Linked DNA regions of Anas platyrhynchos: region 2 is linked to region 1. The links are chromatin contacts, called in public Hi-C maps. All regions are on one chromosome and are shown on one strand. The core of a region is the stretch at or near the end of the contact, and the rest is flanking DNA. Distances in the headings are between cores, read along the strand shown.

Evidence for each region. A called contact is a pair of places that touch in the nucleus more often than the background predicts.
Region 2: a Hi-C map of small yellow follicle shows a contact between it and region 1, with 2.7 times the contacts expected there. The contact joins the enhancer-like site here to the promoter of LOC113843481 in region 1. A contact is called at or near these places in 5 of 8 Hi-C or Micro-C datasets (F1 follicle, liver, skeletal muscle and 1 more).

Annotation. Positions count from the first base shown.
Region 1 is chr4:19,065,379-19,070,041 of IASCAAS_PekinDuck_T2T, reverse strand. LOC113843481 (C-X-C motif chemokine 13-like) reads right to left here and starts at 1,904. Exons shown (of 3, transcript XM_027456098.3): 1 at 1,771-1,904; 2 at 1,143-1,278; 3 at 541-928. The coding sequence starts at 1,834. The coding sequence ends at 775. The region is part of intron 3 of LOC106018832 (growth-regulated alpha protein-like); the gene reads right to left. LOC101800964 (alveolar macrophage chemotactic factor) reads right to left here and starts at 3,208. Exons shown (of 4, transcript XM_027456101.3): 1 at 3,103-3,208; 2 at 2,715-2,844; 3 at 2,473-2,556; 4 at 2,093-2,378. The coding sequence starts at 3,166. The coding sequence ends at 2,354.
Region 2 is chr4:19,110,387-19,115,049 of IASCAAS_PekinDuck_T2T, reverse strand. MRPL1 (mitochondrial ribosomal protein L1) reads right to left here. Exons shown (of 10, transcript XM_005025129.6): 6 at 3,805-3,876; 7 at 3,461-3,572; 8 at 1,940-2,040. Among named protein-coding and RNA genes, the nearest start is that of MRPL1, 9.9 kb to the right of the region's middle. Within about 2 kb of position 1,914, at least 2 of the 8 cell types and tissues checked have an H3K27ac peak or open chromatin away from gene starts, as enhancers often do. A contact at or near this core is called in small yellow follicle, where this site is marked.

The DNA of each region.
Region 1 (4,663 bases), core at 655-3,154:
GTTTCACGGGGCGCTTTGTGGAAACAGCAGCCCAGCCTGAAACCAGGAGCACGCTGGAGAGGGTCTCTCCCTCTCTCTCTCCCTCCCTCGCAGTAATTTGTGTTTTCCATCCTTGTGCGGGGACCAGCCAGAGAGAAGGAGACACCCGAGCCAAGCAGTCCTGCCTGCTTTAACCTTACAACAGCCTGGAGAAGGGACTCAAAGCCCCAGACCGTCCCTTTTTTTCTCCACCCCTCCTTTTTTATTTTTTATTTGTACCATTGGAAACCGGGTACCGCTCACACACGATGTATAGGGCTGAATATCTGCTTGTTTCCTCGCACCTGTGCACTTTTGCTTCCATCTGTAGGCAATCAATGGCCCTTTTGCAACCCCTCCGGTCTCCTGCTGCGGTTCCTGGGAGGCACGGGGCGGGAGGGAGCCCATTGGGACCGGCAGCGGACTTTGCACCTCGGCCACCACCCCGGGGTGGTAATTTTTGTGATGTCCTGGTGATTTTCGTGCAAATCCACACGGACAGAGCTGCCACAAGGAGGGAGAGCGCGTTCATGCTTTTATTGAGCAGCACCCGGGCCGGGCTGGCAGCATGCATGGGAGCAGCGGGGCCGCTGGAACAAGGGGCAGCGGTGGGAAGCAGCAGGGGCGCGGGGCGGTGACACCACTGCTGTCCCCAGGGGCGGATAAATAACCGCGGCTGGTTATTGCTCATCTATTTCTCATCGTAGCGGGGCAGGGGCAGAGGCGGGGGGTGCTGGGGAGGGGGTCCGGGCCCTGTCAGGGGGCCAGCGGCCGCCTCTCCGCATCCCTCCGCGACCGCGCCGCCGCCTCCTTCCTGCTGCCATTCCTCTGCGTCAGCTTGTGGATGAGCAGCTGGATCCAGGGCGCCTCGGGGGCCACGCACACCTTCCTGCTCCTCGTCAGGGACAGGCTGCAAGGCGACCGGACCCGCTCAGCCCCCCGCCAGGAGCCTCTTCCCCTAAAGATTTCCCAACCGCGCCGCCACCTGCAGGGAAAACCCCTCCAGCCCCCCCGGCGGGGTTGCAGGGCAGCTGGGACCGGGGTTTGTCCCGAGCACAGCCCTGGTACCGAGAGGGGCAGCTTTGGGGTTTTTGCACCGCCCGGGCCCTGAGCTCGGCACTTACATGATCTCCTTCCTCCTGCAGTGGATACCCGGCGGCGTAACGTCGATGGCGAGGATCAGCCCCAAGCTGATGACCTGGGCGGTCGATTTGATGCACTTGCACCTCTTGTTGGTCAGCAGGCTCTCCAGCGACAGCCCTGAGCCACAGCAGCCCATGTCCCGGGCTCAGTCCCCAGCTGGGGGGGGACAAATGGGGACATCCCCCCCCCCGCTGTCCCCAGTCCCCGTCCCGTCCCCCCGCGGTGCTGTTTAGCGGGGCTCACAGCAGAGAAAGGCAAAAGCAGGCGGCGTTGGAAGGCGCAAGGCTGAAGCAAGGCTCATCCCTCCCCAGAGAGCTTCCCATCTCTCTTTCCACGCATTTAGCGGGGTTTAGCTTCAACTCAGCTGATGTTTTCGGAACTAAACCTGCTCCCTGCCCACCCGCCGAGCGCTCAGCCTTGCAGTGCCTTGAAGAGGAGCAGCTTAACCCCACCATGCGAATCCCACCCCGGGCACGCCCTCGGTTCAGCCGGCGGGTCGAGAAGATGAAATTTTGAGTTCAACGCTTGCCAGAAGGAGAAGGAGGAATCCGAAAGCTCGGAGAAGCCCCACGCATCCAACAGCACCGCCCGGGCCCCACAATCACTCACCGTCCCCTGGCACCAGGCTGCTCAGGAGCAGGGCCAGGGCCAGCGCCACCGGCTGCAGCCGCATCCTCGCCGCCCGCCCCGAGCCGCGGGCAGGACGCTTTATAGCCAGCCCCAGCGGGGATTTTGCGGGTAGGGAAACGCAGGGGGAAAAGGATCTGCCCCGCGCCCCCGGCGTCGACTTCCCCGCCGTCGCTTCCCCCTTCGGCACGTGGCCCGAGGCACCTCCCCGCCCCGCAGCGCCACTGAGAAATGCAGAACCCAGCACGGCCACGGCCCGCAGCCGGGCTCAACAAACACCCAGCGAAGCTGCAGGGACGCCAGGGACGGTAACGGGGGTGGTAAATCCAACCTTTATTGGATGCGTGTGCTGGAGGGGACATCGCGCTTCTTGCTGGTGCCGAGGGGCGGCGGGGAACGGCACCGTGGGGAGGGGGCAAGGGAAGCACGTGTGGGCATTTGCAGGGGTTTAGGTGTATGAAACGGGGGAAAACAGCCGCGGGGCATCACACGGCAGCACCTCCGGGCTGGGGGCTGCCCAGATTTGGGCAGGACCCATCTGTGTGTCCCGGCGGCGGCAGCTTCCTCAGGGAGGAGCAGCTTTCTTCCTCCTGCCGACAGCAGAAGAGGAAAACGTGTGAAGAGCTCACCCCGGGAGGGCTCCCAGAGCTCCTGGGGACCCCCATCCCCGCCGGGGCTGCTTACAGCTTCGGGAGGTCCTGCAGGAGTTTCTTCACCCAGGGGGCGTTGGGATCCACGCAGACCCTCTCGAGGGATTTTAGCTTAATCCTAGAAAACATGCAGGGTTTCGGCACCGCCACCTCCAGCCCCCCAGGGGGAGGCTCAGGGAACTGAGCCCCCTCCCGGCGCTTCCCGTGGCCAGGGGAGGTGTGGGAGGGCAGGAGCTGCCGGAGGGGAGCAGCGTCTCGCCCCCCGCAGCCACTTACACCACCTCCAGGCGCCGGCAGCTGCTCCCCACCGGCCGGACCTCAACGCTCTCGTACTTGGAGGGGTGGATGAAGGCGGCCGTGGTCTTGGCGCAGCGGCAGCTCAGGTTGCCATTGGCTTCCAGGAGGGCTGGAGGGGCACAGGGCTCGCACACCACCCCAAAACGCACCCCCGGCTGCTTCTCCCATCCCATTCCTCTCCAAAACCCTTTCCGGGAAACGCGTCTCCCCCCGCCCCAACCCTCCCAGGGCCAGCACCTCTTTGCCAAAAAGCCTCAGAAACATTTCAGCCCCTGGAAAAAGAGCACGACGCCCCTCCAAAAACCTTCCCCCACCTGCCGGCAGCCCCGCAGACGGAAGGGGGGCACGGGGAGCCCCCTGGCCTCACCTGCACCCCCGGGGCGGTGGGTCGCCAGCAGCACCCCCAGCAGCAAGGCCACCCACGCTGCCATGCCGGCCCCATCCCCGGCCCCGCCGGCACCCCCCTATTTGAGCCGGAAAATAGGAGAAGTGCGGCGGCGCAGGCGGGAGGCCCCGGGGTCGGGTGGTTTTTGCCCGCCGCCCTTCCCCGCTCAGGGTGCTCGCCAAGGTCGCAGCGCTGCAGGGGGGTGTGGGGTTCCCGAAACCAGCGCTGTTTTCCCTTTCCTGAGAAGCTGGGTCTGGTAAAAACGTTCGTCGTTTTCCCCCTCGCTTGTTCTTAGTTCACACGGCCATGCAAAGCTGGAGTTCCCTGGGGTGTTTTAACCTTCTGCACGGGCACTATTGGTGTGCCAGCTGTAGCACTTAAAAAATATTCCCCACTGACTTCGGGACAGTCAGAATCAGCAGGAGGCGAGCTCACGAAGCACCTCGGAACAGCAGCAGGGCCATGAGATCCGTGCCCCACAAGCTGATTTTCCCCCCACCAGGCACATCCTGGCCTGAGCTCTGGGGACAGCGGCTTTGGCTCTTCCCCCCCACCACCCATCCCAGCTGAGGCTGCTGCCCTGCACAAACCTCTGTGTGTCTCTGTCCTGGTGCCCGAGGGGTTTTCACCCCTTGACCAGCAGTGGAAGCGCTCCACCTGCAGCCTGCCAGCCACGGATCCGTCAGAGAGCACCCCGGGTGCAGAACGAAAGCTCGGGTCTAAGCTCCAACAGCTTTTACCAAAGCCCCACGGAGCATCTCCAAAACTAGGCTCAAGGCAAGACCCAGGGGAAATACAACAAAAGAAAAACCCAGATTTTATTTGACTCGAGAGACAAGACGCACGCTCTGTGGATGAGTGCTCTCAAAGTTGCTCCGAGAGAGGTGGGAACAGCCCCCGAACAGCACAGACTTCAAAGAGCACGGGCAGGGGAACCAAGGAAGAGTTCCCTCTCAGCACTCGCCCACCTGTGCGCGCAGGGAGCAGCCCGGCTGCCACAGGGCCGGACACGGGGCTCGGGCTTTCGGGAAAGGGGGAAGCAGGGGCAGAGCGAGGAGCCGCCAGGTTTCCACGCCTGTGCATCATCTGGCAGGCTGCCTCGGGGCTCTGAGCATCAACTTCCTCAGCAGGAAACTTATTTTTTCTTCCTGCAGAAAGCAGAAGGAGGAGCAATGTGTGAAGGCAGAAGAAAACGGGTCCTAGGGGAGGAAGCTCCTGCCCGAGCTGGAGGAGGTCACCGCCGTTTCCCCCAGGGCTGGTGTCCCCAGCAGGGACAGCCACCCCCCCCCGCTCTGCCTCGGACCTGGCACACTGCAGGAGGAAATTTTCCCAGCCTAGCACTGAAGCACCATTGCACTCTCACGACAGCTCCTGACACAATTTTCTTCCCCAAAAAACATTCTTTCCCCCTCTCCCCCCCCCCCAAGATGTTTTTGGAGGCGCAGCACCGCACACAAACCACGCTGAGCACAGCCTAGGGGTGGTAACACATGGGATGGGGTCCCTCAGCTCCACAGAGAGCCCCAGCAGCCCCCTGGGAGCC
Region 2 (4,663 bases), core at 665-3,164, 45 kb before region 1:
TACTAATTAGACTTAACCATTGCCAACTCCCGGGCTTTTCAAAGACATCTCAATTACTCACTACATAAGAAAACACCACTGAGGCTGCTGACTTATGTGGGAGGGCGGCGTTACTTCAAGCTATGGGCCATGACTGAGCTAACAGGCAACATGAGACAGCAAGCAGCACTGAAGAGAAAAGCTCTCTGAGAAACACCGGCCTGGCAGAGTCCCAGAAACATCCACGCCACTGCCTGGAACAAAGCAATAGATCTTTACGCTTCTGTGTAATTCACAAATGATTATTTTCTCACTGACAAGGTTTAAATTTAAAGAGCTCTTGATTTAGTGGTGAGCAGACATGCATAACCACTCAGGCTTCCACCACCTCCCAGAGCCTTGCCCGTGCCAGATTTCCTCCCGGCGGCGCTGCACAACCAGCAGCACAACTAGGTCAGGCGCAGGAGAGCAGCTTCTGAGGGTGGAGACCTTTTACACGAGCCGTAACCACAGTCATCCTCCGGCGTCCAACTCCCCGAACACGTCACGTCCACTGCGGTGGAGTCACCTCTGCCACAGAGCTGATGTTACCTTACCACAGCTCAACTGCACACAAGCAAACCCCCAGCACGCTATTTCCGATCCAAGATTAAGAGCTCATTCACAAGAACCTGTTATTTACTAATTATAATTAAAAAAAGATGACATCTCTGGCTGCACCATAGCTTCAGAAGTGCTTATAGAAATGCAGAGCCTGAGCCGCCCAGACAAAGAACCTAAGGTGCCCTGTAACACCAGCAGCTCATGGCAGTAACAGGACGTGGTTTAAGTCTCAAAAACTCTAACCACAGCAGTAAAGAGCTATACCTAGTACGACCAACTGCAATTGCATGGAATGCTGTCAAACTATCCAAGCTTTGATTGTTATTAAAAAAAAGAAATTTTAGATTAAGTGTGAAAAGAACTTTAAAAGACATTTAATTTGCAGGTATTTTAAAGGCTGATCAAGAGGATTAAAATTAAAGTAGTCCAAAGCAAAAAAATAAAGATGTAGAATACACGCAAAACACTTGAAAATATTTTCTTTTTTTTTCTTCTTCCATTTTATCTATGGATTTTAAGTGTTTTATATAGTCACATCACACTTAGAGACAGCTAAAGATACCTCCTGCCTCTATGAGAATCTAATACATAACATATTTTAGGAGAATAGTCCCAAATACCTCAGTTTTGAGATATTGTACAGAAGAACAAGTCCTTTAAATTCATATGTACAACTCACAGGAGCTAGCCAAAATCAACAAACTTGCTTATCTAATATCACCAGACAGAACTGCAGAGAACAGAAGTCTTGTGAACTTCCTTTCTGTACCAGTATCAGTTAAAGTTAAAAACGGGTAGGATTACAAATAGACAAAACAGAATGGAAGTAAAACAATTTGGAAGAGGGAAAAAAAAAAAGGAAAAAAGCTCAAGAGCCTATAACAAGAGATAAGATACCTCCCTTCAATAACCCAGTTTCTTATGACAGTAGTCAAAGCTCAGATTAATTTTATATTTCAGGTGTGATGCAAACTGTTGGTTTGTTTCCTCCCCTGAACCAGAACTAAAAGTTCTTAAAATCAAACCACAACTAAAAATTCCCTAAATTAAACCAGCCTTTAATTATTAGGTTCATGTGAATACAGCTTGATCCAGAGATCCCACTCTTGGCATCCTTAACTTCTCAGCATTAGATATGTCTTGCTCTCAGTGGAACCAGCTTCCATCACCATACTTCAGTGACACACAAGGCTCACATCAGCTGAGCACGTTGCGCAAGAAACAGTAAAGTTCTTTTTAGTCAGTGAAACAACACTTAAAATCTTGAAAATGCACAGATCAAAAACTTTTCTTACCTGTTTTAATACTAATTTCAACTCTGCTCAGAAGAGAACACTTAAGAACTCTCCATACTTACTCTTGCTATTCTTGTCTTGATTAAGCGCTCGTCTTCTACCGTGTACTCTAGACCTTCTCTAAAGAGTTGCAGCATTTTGGGGATATCGTGGCCCAGGGAATCTAAGTAAAAAAAAAAAAAAAAATCCGGTTAATGTTTATGAGCAGGGCATAATATACTACTAGAAAAGGGAAAATTCAATGTTTCAGCTAAAGCAGTTAAACTCCAAACAAAAATGTAGTTTCATGAACAACTGCATCCTCACACATCTCCTATGAAAATCTCTCTCTATATTCCTTCCTTCCTCATTAATCAGCAGACATTAATAGGAGATAGAGTTAAAAAAAATAAATAAATAAATAAGGAAGATTTCACTCCAAATAAAGAACCTGTGAAGAGTGTACATAAGCAGTCATTATTACCTAATTCCTAATATAATTAGTTTGGAAGATCAGAACCTACTGAGTTAAATTTAGAATAAGCCCCAAGCGTCTACCTTGAAAACAAACACTCCGCAACTGTGCAATACCAAGATTACACACTACCTGAAACATCCTGGCCCAGTCCAGCCATTGAACAAGTCAAGACAGCTGTTTTGTTATCTCAGCTGCAGCTCATTTGACAGATTTACAGCACCACTCAGTTGCTTCAACTGCAAGTATTATTTCTCCCATATGCCTTTGAGCGGCTCCAAGAGAAAGCAGCCACCAGTAACCTACAAAGCAAGCAAGTCTGTAATGGCATAATATAGCTTTTGTTTGTCCCCAGAACATCTGGAGTATCCTGTTGCAATGCTTTGGACAGGTTTGTATGTTTGCCTCAAACATTTAGGAGGCTAAAAACACTGCCTGCAGCCTGTAAAAACATTGTTAGAGCAGCAGGGAAAGGGAATTTGGTTCAAGATTTCGCGTTTCATGCAACTGACACAGCTCACGTGAATAACTTTTTTCCTGTGTTAGGAAGACACCCCGAAATACAGCAAAAATAATTCAAGTCAGCAAGGCAGACAAAATATTCAGAGACATTTGATGCCGTGAGAACCCGATCTGAATAGGAAGTTCCTTGAGCATAATGAAAAGGGAGCGACCACACAGAGAAGCTAACAGGTTATACTAACAAGAAACATAAATATTGTTATTAAGAAGCACAGACGAGTACATAGAGCAGTCATGTGGCTGGGATCCAAACAACTGCACAACAGTCAGACAGCGCAACTATCAGTGAACATCTTTTTTCCCCAGAGTTGTTTCTATTTTCCTACATAACTTCACTACATAAAGTTTGCAGTACTATTACAGTTGATTAGATATTAACTAGTTGACAAACTTACCTTGACTGTAATCCCAACATTTTTGTTGTAGGGGAAAGGCACAGTACTAGGTTCCTAAAACAACTTTCACATATGACAAAAGGAGTGGCTCAGTCATATGCAGTCAAATACTCAGTGTAATTATATGTCCTCATAAAAAAAAAAAATCACCTCAAGAGTTAATCTTGTTCCAGTACTTAGATCTATTAAAAAAAAATAAAAATGCTTCTTACTTCTTTTTGTGCTGGGGTATTTTCGTCTCAGCTTGTTTCTTAACGGTATTAGTTTAGGCATTATTGCAGGAACAGCTACATAGGAGTCCACTTGGATTTCATCTTCCAAAATCTCCAATAAAACAAAGTAAAATATATTTAGGAACACAATAAATTAACCAAGTACACAACTTTTATGTACAAAAATGTCAGAGCACAGAAGCCAGTATCTTACTCTTTATATTGGCTGCTAACCTCAAGCTAGAGCTGGCTGGACATGAAGTTCCTTGTTCCCTCCCCACTTGGTCACTGTTACAAGCTACAATGTTTAATTTAGATAATTCTTTAAAAAAATAAATAAATACCCATTTGATTAATTCAACTCCTCCTACAACAGCAGCTCCATTCTCTCGAGCTATTTCAGCTTCTTGCTCATTCTGTTGAGAGAAAAAGAATTTGTTAGCATGCCTACTACCAATTAGTCTATATCAACAGCACTGGATAGGTTCTTTATCTTGACAATGCGATGTAAGAACAGACTATATACTACTTAAGAAAGGAAGAATGATTTAAGACAAACCAAAGATGAAAAAAATATATCTGACACTGGCGATTTAGTATTGGAGCAGCAACCCCTGTTCACTTCCAGTCTTAACAGAAAGCAATATTCAAGCGTTCAATTTGTTTCTGGAGAAAAAAAAAAAAAATCATCCCTTTGGGGAACAGCTCTGTTACAAGCCCTTTCTCCCTGATCGTTAGCCTCCGGAAGCTTCAACCAACCATCCACTAGGTGGAGTCAACATGTGCTGTTACTCAAAGCTAAAAGAAAAGCATGAAGCATGCTTCTTAAAACCACCATAAAATACGGCTATTTACTTCTGAAAGTGCTAGTAAACTTTTGCTTCAAATAGCATTTAGAAGTTACCTTTGTTTTTCTTGTTTTCAAAGGTTCATCAACTAAAGCCAGGGCACTTCTCTAGAGTCATCTCATAGAGGTTATTTTGTTAGAAAGATTAACAGGCAAAGGACAGCAGCAAAGAGGCTGAACTAGCCTCACACAGATGCTACAGAGGGCCTCCACACCATTTCACATCAGTGATCTCCTAGCACAGCAGATGAAAGGTTTGGGGGTGAGGCAGGGTAGGGTTGTAGCATTATTTAGATTGGTTGTCTGTGTTTTGTATTAGAGAAGTTACTGAACACCACCACCACTCAATGGCAAGC